5 separate regions of the Mus musculus genome follow, and regions 2, 3, 4 and 5 are each linked to region 1. Evidence: chromatin contacts called from public ChIA-PET, HiChIP or PLAC-seq and promoter capture Hi-C data. All regions are on one chromosome and are shown on one strand. The core of a region is the stretch at or near the end of the contact, and the rest is flanking DNA. Distances in the headings are between cores, read along the strand shown.

Region 1 (2,700 bases), core at 85-2,584:
GCATTTGATCACACTGCAAGAAAAGTAGCATTCTTGTGGGGTAAGAAAGATATTCTAATACAAGCATTCTGACAAATCTCATGTGGGGTTACCAGCACACATTTTCAACCGTTGTCATTGGAACACTGGGAGCTGGGTTGCTACGAAGCCGGTATTTCTTGAATTTTCAGACGTACTAGAGTGGGCTTAAGTTATTGAGCAGTTTGAATCTCCTAGCCCCAGCATGCACAAAACAACTTATTAGAGTTAAAATGCAATCTGCTGTCACTTTGGGATGGGGACCTGGGAGCAGAGAACCTGGCTGCTGGACCTCCTAGGTTGCTCAGACAGTTTAGTCTCCTGCCATATGGCCCAGCTTGCCTTGGCAGCTCAGATGGGCAGGCAAGGCTGAGCAGCCCATCTGGCTCCCTGTCTGTCAGTCGTCTCCAGGTCCCTCCAGACCCTCGAGCAATTTCATGATCGATCCAGTCCTAGGCCTGGTCAGCTGTCTCACTGGCTTTCCTTGGCTCTTTCCCTCTCTCACAAACTTCCTGCTTATGAAGTAGCTCCCAAGATCCAGCAAGAGAACTTGGCCAGTTCCCCAATTCCCCAAGTGGACAGTGCGGATAATTTATTAATTGGAAATGTCAACGCATTTCTCGGCAGCCTAGACACCCCCCCCCCCTTTTTTGAGTTTGAGTTTGAAGACAGAGGAGTTAACATGCTCATTGAGAGACATGTTTACGTTCAGGAATTTTCACAAGCGATTATCACTAAGCAGTAAACAGAAGGGTGAGAATTACTGCACGCGTCCAAATTTGATAATCAGGGTGGGGTTGAAGAAAAGGAGAGGGGAACGGAAAAAAAGGATTAGAGTCAGTTAGGACGAAACGTTTTTGCTTTTGAAAACAACAGTGAACTCCAAAAACCCCGCTTCTCTACCCGCCGACTCCGCACCTCCTGCGGGCTCGGGCAGGAGGCTCAGGCCCGCCACTGCTCGCGGCAAAGCTTGGCGCTGCGGCGCGCGCCGCTCGGGAGGCCCAGTGCGGGGGCGCGGGTAGGAGGGCGGGACCCGAGCGAGCACCCCGACACCCCAGACTTGACGTCATCGAGGCGCTGGCCTGTGGCGGGACCGACGGAAGGAGGTTCCCGCTTTGATTGCCGCCCCGCGGGCTTTTTAAAGGTTACCCTGGGGAATACGCTCCAGGAGCTGTGGGAGGAGCGAGGGTCTCGGGGGTAGGAGGGCAGGTTTGATGGGTTTAGGGGGACGAGGCTAGCGGTTTGGGAAGTCGTGGTCCTGCTTAGCCCCTGAGGGGGAGAGGCAAGGCGTCCAGGAACAGCGCACTCACTCGGAGATGGAGTGGAAACTGCAACGCACCGCCCGGAGGAAGATCCGGACGGAAGAAGAGATGTTGTGGGTGCGTACCATCCTTTTCTTTCTTGACCCAACCCTCCCATGGGGCTTCTTGCAGAAGGTACGGTTTGTAATACCCAGTAAGGACCAAAAGATGCCATGAAATTCTACAGCCTAGTTTAAATTTTGAACGGTGTGAAATTTAAGTTCTGGAGATACCTGGTTGCTTTAGAAAGAATGAGTGAATCAGCAAACCCAGGATTCAAAACAATTCCCCACTCTCCGTGACGATTTTCCTAGAGTTTTCTCCCTTCTTATGTTAATCTATTTCCAAAGGAGAACATCATGCGGGTGCTCGCCAACGGCATGAAGCAGCAGCGAAATCAAGGTTCCCCCAAGGTGAGTTTTCTGGGCTTGCCCTTCTGTCTTCATTCTGATCTCGAGCAAATTAATTCTTGCTATAGAAGGCATTTGCAGGAATTATGGGAGAATTAATACAAATTAAAAACCTTTACAGAATCTGAAGACTTAAGAAATGGATTCTCACAACTGATGTAGCTACTTATACCTGCTTAGCGGGCGCTTCCCAGTGTCCGGCTCCACAGAGGATGAAGTGTGGGTGTGTCAGGCAGGCAGTGCATTGCTAGCTGGCTGTTAGAACTTTATCCCAACAGTTGCTAGCTGCACTACCCTCTGCTGCACTCAGAAGCATGCAAAGACGTGGAAATAGTGCCATCTGGTGGATAAGGAGGTGTCTTCAAGACAGCTACTAAAAGCTGGATCCAATATAGTATTTCTGCCCCTTAAAGCTCTAACCCAAAGCTTGCAGTTCTTTTTAAAAGAGTGTTCTTTTGAAACTCATTTTTATTACCTTGTGTTTATTTACCTGCACTTATATCTGTGCATCACGTGTGTGCGTGGTGTCCGCGGAGCTCAGAAGAGGGCTTCTGATCGCCTGGAACTGGAGTTTCAGGCTTTTGGGGGCCGCCCTGTTGGTGTTGAGAATCTAATCTGTGTTCTCTGGAGGAGCAGCCAGTGCTCTTTTCAGCCGCTGAGCCATCTCTCCAGCTCCTGTACTTTCTTTAATGGATGAAAAAGTTAAATCCTCATCTGACTCACATCTCTAGCACCACTTACTTCTCTTTACACCAAATAGCCCACATGCTTTTAAATTTAGATTATTAGCTAAAATCTCACCATTTGAATATTTTTCTAGATAACATACATTTTTCTATATTCAATCAGTGACGCTTGAAATCAAATATATAGCTGGCCTTTTAAAATGCAGTGACTAATGTCACCTATAGAGAAATAACATTTAAAAGCCTTTACATTGTGTCTTTAGTTATGTTTCCTGCCCAAATTAT
Region 2 (2,700 bases), core at 199-2,698, 720 kb before region 1:
AGCTCGCTTCTTAACCATCTCTGTGCATTCCTGCAGTCACCTGACCACAGTCTGTTGTCATCCTTGGCAGTAAGACCTGTTGGATCAATTCTTCACAAAGGCACAGTAAACAGTTGGCTCCCTCATTCAAAGCAGTTTCGTACAACCTTAGTTCTTCTAGAAATAGCATCTTTACAAACCCAGGTGTTTGAAACTGAACAGGTTTTAATTGGGGGGGGGGTATGCAAAATGAGGCATGAGAAGCCAATATAAATGCAGTAGATGAGCACCAATGAAAAGGTATGGCTCTCCTTTCAATTGCAGGACAACAGTGGTGGGCAGGTTATGAGGGGGGCCACATGAGAGCTAGTTCTGCATAGGGAAAGCTCCTGGTGGGAAGGAGGCAGCTACTGCTGGATGCCAAGCAAGGGAGGGAGAGCCCCATCTTCTCCCTTCCCAGTCTTCAGTGCCTCCCTCCCATGTATCCTCCCATGCAGGATAAAGGCATCTGGAGATACAGTCATCACAGATGAAGGTGCAGAACATCTCTGGAGGAGAGAGAGGGAGGAGCATAATGCTTTTCCCAAAGATGGATGAACTGAGGTACTAAGAAGACAGGTCATGCGTCCATGGATGTAGTTCAGTTGGTAGAGGGCTTACCTAGAAAGCACATGCCTTCAATGCCCAACAATTGCATAGAATCAGGCATAGCAGCCCACATCTGCAAATGCAAGGGGTGGATGTAAGAGAATCAGCAATCCAAGATCAGCCTCGGCTATATAGAATACTCAAGGCTAACCTGGGCTACACGAGAACTTGACTCTAAACAGGAAACAAGCAAAAGAGAAGACTGTAGCATGCTTTGGGTCTTGAAGAATAGATTGAAGCCAAGACACTGGCCTTCTTCCCTTGCTGGTCTCTCTAATTTTGGGAAACCAGCATGCCCAAAGAGTCATGACATGCAAAGAGTGCCTAATCCCAAGGCTCCTTGCCAACACGTGGTGGCGTTGCAAATGACCTAGAGTGGCCCACTTTTCTTCAGAAGTGTCTTTTCCAGAAAGGAGTATGTGACTAAGCTGACTCAGCCTCTGCCTGGATTCACTGGGGAGGGAGGTTTAGTGACTCACTTGTGTGGGTGACAATCTGGTCTTGTGGTATTCTTTGAGTGAACGTACTCTACATATTAACAGAGTGTCTGGTTCATGCAGGTGACTCATCTGAAGAAGTCGACCTGGCAATGGTGTATCAGGCAGCATCGAATGGAGATGTCAACTCTCTGACCTCCGTCATTCGGGAGGATCCGTCCATCCTGGAGTGTTGTGACAGTGAAGGTGAGCTGTTTGTGAGGTGTTTTTGTTTTTGTTTTAAACCTGGAATGGAATGCTTTATCCTTTCAGAGATGGTCTTTTGAGATGAGCAACACTAGTGAAATTCTTTTTGACTGACCACAAGATACTATAGGCATCTTGCCTGTGGCTCTGTAGAATCCTTTGGCATTTTTCAGCATGACACTGGACACAGAACTTCAGCACCTTTTACACATTATTCACTTATTATATTTCATATATTATTATGAAGTGGGTTGTTTCCAGTATTTTTGTAAGACTGACCAATTACGTGTGTGTGTGTGTGTGTGTGTGTGTGTGTGTGAAAGCCAGAAGTCAACCTCAAGTGTCATTTCTAAGGTATTATACATTTTATTTTTTGAGACAAGGTTTTTCACTGGAATTTTGAACTCACCCAGTAAGTTAAGCTGACTGAGCCCCAAGTATCTGCCTGTCTCCATTCCCTCTGGACCAATATTACAAGTACAAAACATTATGTCTGACTTTCGTATGCGTGTTCTGGGAAACCTACTCAGGGCCTCAGGATTGCACAGCAAGCACTTTGGGGACGGAGGCCTCTCTTTGATCACCAGTAGTTATAACAGGTATCTAGGAAGAGCAGAAATGGATGTTGGAGAAATGTAAGAATTTGGCCCTTGAGACCACATCATGGTTGTATTTCCACCTGTATTCTTTCTAAATACAACTAAGAACTCTGGATATGATGACTAATATAACTCTGGAAACCAAGAGAAGGACCAAGTCCTTAGATCCAAGGACAGGCATGATGGTGAGTTCTCTGGGATGGCCTTTTGCCTTGTATATCCCAGGGTTGGAGCTGAAGGAGCTGGCAACACAGAATACCAAAAGACACGGACAGAAGAGAAGCCTCTGAAAATCTGCATCCTATAGGCAAAACGCCAAGACTGATCACTGATAGGAGGAGACTCTCTACACCTCTATGTGGTTTCACAAGAGGGAACACTCCGTCATCTGTATGAATTCTTGCTTCAGAAGCTTAGAGGGAGAAGAGCGAAATAATCTCAAAACACACGGAGGGGGAGAGAGGAAACAAGAAAAGATGAAATTAACCGGGCGTGGTGGTGCACACTTTTAATCTCAGCACTCGGGAGGCAGAGGCAGGAGGATTTCTGAATTCGAGGCCAGCCTGGTCTACAAAGTGAGTTCCAGGACAGCCAGGGCTACACAGAGAAACCCTGTCTTGAAAAAACAAAAAAACAAAAAAAGATGAAATCAAAAACAAAAGCAATAGGGAAAAAAAAATCTAAAAAAACCAAGGAACAACCTGTAGCACTGTCACTGTCAAGAAAAACTAACTGAAGGAGATGCAAATTCCTGCTCTTGGGAATGCAAGGACATCACTACAGTCCCCACA
Region 3 (2,700 bases), core at 103-2,602, 570 kb before region 1:
CACTAGTGTGTTTGAGACTCTTTTAGCCAGGCCCTTGGCAGTGTTTTTTCAAACTAGCTGACCAACAGCTAAGGGGTCATAATTCAGAGCTGGGGGTATAGAGATGCAACAGAGGCAAGAAAAGGGGGAGGGAGGGGCAGAGAGCAAGACTGCAGTTTGATCCATTTGATCTCATCTGAATTGTCAATATAACAAAGAACTTTACAATGACTAATTAATGGGTATTTGTTTGCTCTGCAAATCATTATGTTAGCCTTTCTTCCAAAAGTCTCTAGCCTTCTCTCTTTTTTTTTTTTTTTGAGTCATTTCTTCACTTTTAAAAGTTTTTTATTGGGAATTGTATACAGTATATTTTTACCAGATTTTTTTTTTTTTTTTGCTGTTCCCTCAACTTCTCCCACACACCCCTCCATCCGTCCAGCTTCCTGTCATTTGTCTCCTTTAGAGCAAAACAAAAGGTAGATGTTGGGAATGAGAAAATCAATTTCCATCAGTGGAGTTACACTGATTATATATTATATCAATTGCACTCCAAGGGCGGGCTCCGTGCTCAGTAAAAGATAACCAATGCAAATTGGAGTGTTTCTTTACAGTTACACATCCCTTATCTTTTAAGTTTCTCAACTTGCTTGTATACACACTACACACATACACACATCACACACGTGCACTCACGCACATTGCAGCCTTAAGGTCGTTTTCCAATCAAGGGAAGGGTGGTGGATTACAATGAAATAGGTTTTTCCTTGGTATTTCTAATCACACATCAGGCGACTCAAACCGCAAAAAGATAACAGTTTCTTGGCAGGTCACCAGTTCACGGATCAATCAATGACACCCAAACTCATTTACTAACAACAACAAAAATTGCACAGTAGCAAGGTTCGTTTACTTAAGCCTGGGTCCGAAGCGGTCACTATGGGCGAGTACAGTCAGGGCCACTAAGTCCTGCCCTGTCCCCAGGGAGTTCCCTTGCCTCCAGAGTCCCAAGGGCCTCCTAGCAGTCGCCGGAGGCTCGCAGGCCCTCTGGGGAAGACAGCCCAGGGAGACAGCCGAGGTCCGGGGAGAGGGGTCGCGGGAGGCACCTGGGTTGCTGTCCGCGACCCATTACCCTAGAGAAAATGGAACTTTCCGTTCCGGCCACCCACCCAAGTGCGGCGGGGAAGCCTTCGATCTAGTCTAGGAAAGGCGACCAGGCTCAGCCTCCGGAATCCCGGACGCCGGGAGCCGCGTTACGGGAATCGCAGAGGCCTGCAGTCCCGCCCCTTCGTCTCCGGCGACCCGGAGCCAATGGCCGCGCGCTCCGAGACTGACCAGAGCCAATGAGCTCGCGGTCTCTGGCTCCGGGGGGCGGGGCCGTGGGGGGCGGAGCTAGGAGAGCCCGGGTCAGCGGCGGACGGAGGGTGGCGTGTGCGGTCGGGAGGCCAGAGCTTCGAGCCATCCGGGCTGCGGCTCCGCTGAGGGACCGGTGGTGTGGGCCGGGATCCGCGGGGCTGAGGGACGCTCAGGAGCGGCGAGGCTCGCGTCCGGAAGGTGAGAAGAACAGGGCCCCGGCGCGGGAGGGTGCGGGTTGCCTGGAGCGGCCGCCACCTGGCACCCGAGGCCCAGCGGGGCCGGGCTGGACCGGCGCCGAGCGCACGCCCGGAGCTGGTCGGGCTGGCCTGGGAATCCCCGCATTCCTTCCCTCCCCGCTCCGGGCTCCGACTTCCCTGATGTTGTCACCCGCCTTCTCCAGCCGCGTTCCTGACGCACAGTTCCGAAGCCCCCGCCCCAAAGTCCTCTCGGGATCGCGCGTCCTGGGTGACCGCGTCCTGCGTTCTTCCAGTTCCCGTGCCGTGCTCCCTGATCCTACTCTGGACATGGCCCTAGAAAGTGTGGTCTTCTGTGTCCCGTGAAATGCTACCGTTCCCTGCTCTTGATGTTTCTTAATCCAGAGCGAACTTTTCACCCAGACATCTTAACATTTAGGCGTTAATGAAAGTCCAGTGTTTATAAATATTAACTTTCCCTTCGGTCCGTACCCTTCCTAATAAATCCCGCGTGCCTTTACATCCCGAGAGCAAGCCCATCATCGGTCTTTAGATTTTCACCTCCTCCCCTAAGCGTAAACGTGTCCCCTTCTCCAGCTGGCAGGGGGCTCTCTTTTGGATGAACAACCAAAATTCAGAAACTCAAAGCAAACATAATATAAAGGGCTTGGTCCACTTCTGTTCTTGTCATTTTTCCATTAAGAAGAAACTCGTTTTGGCTTAATTTGTATAGTTATTGGACATTACAGCAGCTGTACTGCTTAAAAGTAGTCAGTGAGTGCTGGAATGTCAGCGCGAATCTTCTGAAAAATCTTTGGTCTGGTCAGTGTTGTAAACAAACTCTTTTAGACCGTGTGTGACTGACTGACTGCCAGCTTCCAGTTGGAACGACTCTTAATTTGAAATTACTGACACATTATCAGGGGATGATCGTCATCGTCTTAATTTTCCAAGTTTGTGTTTATATTTATCATTGGGAATTATTTTTGAGCTCTGATCTGGAATGCTACATTTGTAGGACTAATCTGCTAGTCGGTTAAATTCTGTTTTCCACAGGTTTCTGGGGGTGGGGTGTGTGTGTGTTCATTTGCTTCTACTCACAAGAGAAAGAGAGAGAAAAAATTACAGTGGGGGAAAGGTCAGCTAAGGATAAACTTTATAGTAGAAATTT
Region 4 (2,700 bases), core at 133-2,632, 610 kb before region 1:
TTGGATTCTCGACGCTCATCTGGCGGCTTACAACCATCTGTGGCTCCAGTTCGAGGGATCTAATATCTCCTTCTGCTCTGCTGGCACGAGGTATGCACAGAGTACAAATACATACGTGTCAGCAAAACACCCATACACACACACACACACACACACACACCCATATACACACACTCACACACACATACACACACACATACACACACATACACACACACACATACACACACTCACACACACCCATATACACACACTCACACACACTCACACACACACACATACACACACACACACCCATACACACACACTCACACACATACATACACACACACATACACACACACACACACACACCAATGATTGTAAAAGCGTCTCTTAACAAACTCTAGGGCTGCTGTTCTTAATAATCTTGTGACTTTGGCACTTTATTTAATGATGAATTGCACTTTATTTATTAATATTAATGAATAAGTACGAGAGGCATTTCCTTGACAGGCAAATGTGAGGGAAAACCCCCTCCCTGTTTCCCCAGCAATTTTTAATTTTAGGTCCATCTCTATCCATGATCAGAACATATTGAATGAAAAACATCTATTTTCAAATAAAATTAGTTAAGAAAAGGATAGTCCCATTTTTTTTTTGAAGGTACACTAGTCGTTGTGTGAAAACTTTGATAATTTAAAATAGTTCCAGTCTAGGTCATTTTGATTTTTTAAAAAAATTATATTAGATATCTCTTTTATGGAAAGAAAACAAGACTTTTACTTAGCCAGACTTTTTAGAGCACCCTGGATGACTTCCATTGTAAAAACGTGGCATTATGCAAAACATCTAGAAAGAGTGTACAGGTGTTACTAACAACATGCACTTCTCAGTCCAGGAGCTGTGGAGCCCTCAGCGCTCTCGCTAGAACGGAGATCAGATGCTGGGCCATCTCACCCAGGAGCAGTCACCCAGGGCCAGTTACAGTTTACCTGCCAACCACCAGAAAATCGTTAGCCTTTTTTTGTTTGTTTTTTTTGTAGGAAAAAAAACGTAGGTGAAAATTGGACCAAGACTCAAAGGCTGAAACAAGTCAGACATTTTGTAAGATGAAACCGACCCAGGTACAACCTCTAAGATTAGGGCTTCCAGGTCCCAGCAGCGCATGCAGGTATTGTGGATTCGTTCTTTAGGGTTTTTCTTTTGTTGTTGTTTTGTGGTTTGTTTTTAATTTTTTTTCAAGTTGAGAGAAAATGAATATGGCATAAAGCAGCCATTAACTGCTTGAAAGCATACCATTTCGTGCCATTTAGTACATTATGTTGCGTAACCCTCCCTGCTATTTCCAAGGAGTCCCATTACACAAAAGCACACTCTTTACCATTACGAAAGCACACTAGGGGATACTTTAAGACTGTGTATTCTAAGATGCCATATCCAAGAGACTGTGATTCTGCGGACCTGGAAATGTGTCTCCAAACTTCTTGGATAGCTCATTCCTAGGTATTTCTCCAAGCGAAAGGAAAATGTGTTCATATTATGAGCTATGGTGTAGCTTCATTCACAGTCATCTCAAACTGGGACTATCTAAATTGTCTTTTAGTTAGGTAATATTTGAATAAGCTGGTATTGTCACACAATAAGTCTTGATACTCATGGGAATCAAAGCCAACAAAGGTGGTTCTCCATTTGCATTTTATTAAGGCCTGGAATAATTAGAACCCGTCTGTATACTACTTCCTGTGACATTCTGGAAAATGCAAGACTACAGTGACAAAGAACAGATTCTTTTCAAGGTTCCTTCATTCAAAGTGCAGGGAGCAGGTTTTGAGTACAAAGGACTTTTGGGGATGATGAGAGAACCATTATATATCATGTTTGTGATGGTGGGTATATGCATGTGTCATGTTTGTGATGGTGGGTATATGCATGTGTCATGTTTGTGATGGTGGGTATATGAGTGAGTCATGTTTGTGTTGGTGGGTATACGCATGTGTCATGTTTGTGATGGTGGGTATATGCATGTGTCATGTTTGTGATGGTGGGTATATGAGTGAGTCATGTTTGTGTTGGTGGGTATATGCATGTGTCATGTTTGTGATGGTGGGTATATGCATGTGTCATGTTTGTGATGGTGGGTATACGCATGTGTCATGTTTGTGATGGTGGGTATATGCATGTGTCATGTTTGTGATGGTGGGTATATGCATGTGTCATGTTTGTGATGGTGGGTATATGAGTGAGTCATGTTTGTGATGGTGGGTATACACATGTGTCATGTTTGTGATGGTGGGTATATGCATGTGTCATGTTTGTGATGGTGGGTATATGAGTGAGTCATGTTTGTGTTGGTGGGTATACGCATGTGTCATGTTTGTGATGGTGGGTATATGCATGTGTCATGTTTGTGATGGTGGGTATATGAGTGAGTCATGTTTGTGTTGGTGGGTATACGCATGTGTCATGTTTGTGATGGTGGGTATATGCATGTGTCATGTTTGTGATGGTGGGTATACGCATGTGTCATGTTTGTGATGGTGGGTATATGCATGTGTCATGTTTGTGATGGTGGGTATACGCATGTGTCATGTTTGTGATGGTGGGTATATGCATGTGTCATGTTTGTGATGGTGGGTATATGCATGTGTCATGTTTGTGATGGTGGGTATATGAGTGAGTCATGTTTGTGATGGTGGGTATACACATGTGTCATGTTTG
Region 5 (2,700 bases), core at 19-2,518, 530 kb before region 1:
TCATTTAGAAGATGTACCATGGAGCACCTCCCTTTGCTCTAAGAGAAAACCCATCTTAAAGTTCATCTTGAATACAGACTTCGCTCGAGCATGTTTTAGAATAATCTGGATGCTGTACCTTGTACCTTAGGTAGCAGAGAAAGTAATCTGGCGTCTTTCTGTAAAACCGTCTAATAAAGCTAGTTCTGCCCGTGGGCTCGTATTCTTTCGTGTGTAAAAATGTAGTGTAAGGCGCACCAGAGAGCAGCCTGGCTTGTGGCCAGGGCTAGTCCACTGCTTCCCATGCAGTTGCCTCTCGAGGACTCAAAGAAAAAGGAAGGTTTAATGCTGAGTCGCCGTTACAAAACCTAGCGTTCCCATCTTTTCCTCACTCAAACATAAAATCTCAGTCCTTTGAAAAGCATGAGTCACTACTCGGGGGCACAGAGAAGCAGAAGTAGGAAAAGTGCAGCCCCTGCCCCCCTCGTTCTCCCGCCTTCAGATCATTCCATCTCTGCACAGTTCTGCTGTGGTCATCAGCTCGGCCAGGATGGACGGTTTCGGGGGGGTTTTGTTTGTTTGTTTTTGCTTGTTTGGGTTTGTTTTGTTTTGTTTTTCTGTTTGTGGTATTTTGGTTTTTTAAGACAGGATTTTTCCGTGTTGCCTTGGCTGTCCTGGATCCGCCTGCCTGCTGTGCCACCACTGTCTGGTGAGACTGTAGTTCTTATTGTGAACTTAAAGGGTTAAAGAGGTAGAAGGATTTACTGGACTGTAGTTTTTGATTTTTTTTTTCCTCAACCCTAATTGTAATAATGGTTCTTAAATGCTTTAGCCTCCCTTGTAGCCCACCACCCACCAGAGGTAGTGGAAAAGAAAGGATGTGGGGGAAGTGGACCTGTTTAAAAAATGGTTCTTTGGAGCAACTCCTGTGTGCACTGTCAGAAAATCAGCTGTTCAGTTGACAGGTCAGCAGTGGCAGCTCCATCCACTCGCAAACATGTCAAGGCTACACCAGCAGTCCAGGTCGGTAGTAGTGTCAGGATAGCAGCAGCAGTGGCATAACTAGCAGGAATGGCCAGGCCTCGGCCTCAGCACAAGTCAAGCAGGAAGAACTCGAAGTTCTCAGCTGTGCCTCTCAGTGAAACGAAGATATGTAAGGCCATCACCATCCGTTGAGTCCTGTATATACTCCCTCCAAATATCAAGTGTCCTCGGGCCTGGGCTCACCTCGGGTCTTGTGTGTGAGTCTGTATCAGCTGACATCACTCTGCCAATCAGCCCGCGTCTGCGGAAGCTGCAAGCCACCAGAACCACATCAGAAGTTTTTAGTGTTTCTCTCTATGGAGGCCCAACAGATGGAGTTCAACAACACTTGAGGCATGTAGTGAACAAAGAACCCATCACCTGCCCGTTCACATGCATTAGCAAAGCATCCTTTCACCCGTGTCCACTTCAGCGAAACGTTCCTTCTCGTGTCTGCTTTAGCAAAACATCCAACACAGCTGACTTTCCAAAGAACACTTACGTTTCCACTTCATGGGACACTATCAAAGCTGTTAAAAGTAGGACTGCTAATTAGACATCACATACTATTTTTAAAGCTGTCTCTTTTTTTCTACTCACATAATTAGTAAATTATGGCATAAATTTAGACCTAGTAATCATAGGATGCCTCATTGTTATAGACATATATTAACCAAGTAGAACAAGCCAGTAGACTTTAGCCTATTACGTTCATTCTTCTGTTTCATGTCCCTGAGTTTCTTTTAAAAGCAAGTTTTTAACACAACTTCTGTCTAGTAAAGTTTTTAATGAGATAAGTAGAATCAATAAGCTGCAAAAAAAAAAGTAAATAAAAAGTAAAGGTCAATTATTAAAAATAACCTCTTGGGCTAGCTTTCGGCTATAGGTACTGCTGGTAGGTTACTTTGCCCAGGTAAGATTGCATTTTTCAAATGTGCCTTTCGATGAGTTAGAACACAGCCATCAAATGGCAAACGGTATAAGTAGTTCATAGACAAAAGTTTGTTTTCCTGTCACATGCAGATTAGCATATGCTCACTCAGTTAACGAGGAAAAGGTGATGGCAGGCTCCAGATGTTACTCGGTCTAACTCTTAGGGCTTTTTGCCACCTGTAAGCTCCCACAAACTGGTCAGTTTTGGTTTTGTTGTTGTTGTTGTTGTTGTTGTTGTTGTTTTCCTTTTACTTAACCAGTTGTCAATGCTGGTGAGGGAGGGTTGGGATGGAAATGTACCAGGCTGGTTGGGTAGGAATTCTTAGTCCTGTGATTGCTCGCTTAGTCTGGTTGCTGCAGACTGCAAGTGCTGCTACGTAAGCAGGACAATGTGACGTGCCAGAAAGAAAGGGATGTTGGAGGGGTTGGAAGCTCTGTAGCCTTAATGCTTGTGTGTGATAGACTTTAAAGCAAATGCACTTTGCTAGCCTGGCGCGGCAGTAGGCATTAGGCATGGCTTCTTACACCTTTGCTCTTAGCTGTACTCCACGTGCGCACAGTTCTCTCTCCTTTCCTGCCACCACCACCACCACCACCACCACCACCACCACCACCCGTGCAGTTTCACATGGAAGCTTGTACCTGTGTTACCTCTGTAGTAAGTTGCATGTGCGAAGTATAACCAAAGCGATCATGTTTATGTTGACCCTGCCATAAATGTCTTACTATATCATCTCTAACCCTTTAAATAAATCTGAGAAAGAA

Evidence for each region. Promoter capture Hi-C pulls out the DNA fragments that hold promoters and counts their contacts. ChIA-PET counts read pairs in DNA pulled down with a chosen protein or histone mark. HiChIP or PLAC-seq counts read pairs in DNA pulled down with a chosen protein or histone mark.
Region 2: a FOXA1 HiChIP or PLAC-seq map of pancreatic cancer cells shows a contact between it and region 1. The contact joins the enhancer-like site here to the promoter of Cdc20b in region 1. A contact is called at or near these places in 5 of 39 promoter capture datasets (the 3T3-L1 cell line, the C10 cell line, pre-B cells and 1 more), 6 of 484 Hi-C or Micro-C datasets (the BV-2 cell line, CD8 T cells, the N1E-115 cell line and 3 more), 4 of 115 datasets of contacts at active chromatin or transcription factors (T-cell acute lymphoblastic leukemia, kidney, pancreatic cancer cells and 1 more) and 1 of 9 other capture datasets (macrophages).
Region 3: an RNA polymerase II ChIA-PET map of memory CD8 T cells shows a contact between it and region 1, with 16 read pairs. The contact joins the promoter of Il6st here to the promoter of Cdc20b in region 1. A contact is called at or near these places in 8 of 39 promoter capture datasets (the 3T3-L1 cell line, 3T3-L1-derived adipocytes, the HPC-7 cell line and 4 more), 2 of 115 datasets of contacts at active chromatin or transcription factors (embryonic stem cells and memory CD8 T cells) and 1 of 9 other capture datasets (adipose tissue).
Region 4: a promoter capture Hi-C map of pre-B cells shows a contact between it and region 1, with 2.2 times the contacts expected there. The contact joins the enhancer-like site here to the promoter of Cdc20b in region 1. A contact is called at or near these places in 2 of 39 promoter capture datasets (the C10 cell line and pre-B cells) and 4 of 115 datasets of contacts at active chromatin or transcription factors (embryonic stem cells, memory CD8 T cells, regulatory T cell precursor and 1 more).
Region 5: a contact with region 1 is called in an H3K27ac HiChIP or PLAC-seq map of T-cell acute lymphoblastic leukemia, with 4 times the contacts expected there. The contact joins the enhancer-like site here to the promoter of Cdc20b in region 1. A contact is called at or near these places in 9 of 39 promoter capture datasets (the 3T3-L1 cell line, 3T3-L1-derived adipocytes, the C10 cell line and 5 more), 1 of 15 datasets of contacts at CTCF or cohesin (the G1E-ER4 cell line), 3 of 484 Hi-C or Micro-C datasets (the HL-1 cell line, adipose-derived mesenchymal stem cells and embryonic stem cells), 1 of 115 datasets of contacts at active chromatin or transcription factors (T-cell acute lymphoblastic leukemia) and 1 of 9 other capture datasets (embryonic stem cells).

What each region holds. Positions count from the first base shown.
Region 1 is chr13:113,034,045-113,036,744 of GRCm38.p6, forward strand. It overlaps Cdc20b (cell division cycle 20B), which reads left to right and starts at 1,335. Exons shown (of 12, transcript NM_001281487.1): 1 at 1,335-1,397; 2 at 1,670-1,732. The coding sequence starts at 1,335. Mir449c (microRNA 449c) reads left to right here and starts at 1,939; the gene lies at 1,939-2,047.
Region 2 is chr13:112,317,238-112,319,937 of GRCm38.p6, forward strand. It overlaps Ankrd55 (ankyrin repeat domain 55), which reads left to right. Exons shown (of 11, transcript NM_029898.3): 2 at 1,188-1,310. Among named protein-coding and RNA genes, the nearest start is that of Ankrd55, 30 kb to the left of the region's middle. Within about 2 kb of position 1,449, at least 58 of the 459 cell types and tissues checked have an H3K27ac peak or open chromatin away from gene starts, as enhancers often do. A contact at or near this core is called in pancreatic cancer cells, where this site is marked.
Region 3 is chr13:112,462,718-112,465,417 of GRCm38.p6, forward strand. It overlaps Il6st (interleukin 6 signal transducer), which reads left to right and starts at 1,353. Exons shown (of 17, transcript NM_010560.3): 1 at 1,353-1,533.
Region 4 is chr13:112,428,694-112,431,393 of GRCm38.p6, forward strand. No RefSeq gene overlaps it. Among named protein-coding and RNA genes, the nearest start is that of Gm33905, 18 kb to the left of the region's middle. Within about 2 kb of position 1,383, at least 1 of the 459 cell types and tissues checked has an H3K27ac peak or open chromatin away from gene starts, as enhancers often do.
Region 5 is chr13:112,506,648-112,509,347 of GRCm38.p6, forward strand. Il6st (interleukin 6 signal transducer) reads left to right here. Exons shown (of 17, transcript NM_010560.3): 17 at 1-213. Among named protein-coding and RNA genes, the nearest start is that of Il6st, 44 kb to the left of the region's middle. Within about 2 kb of position 1,269, at least 31 of the 459 cell types and tissues checked have an H3K27ac peak or open chromatin away from gene starts, as enhancers often do. A contact at or near this core is called in T-cell acute lymphoblastic leukemia, where this site is marked.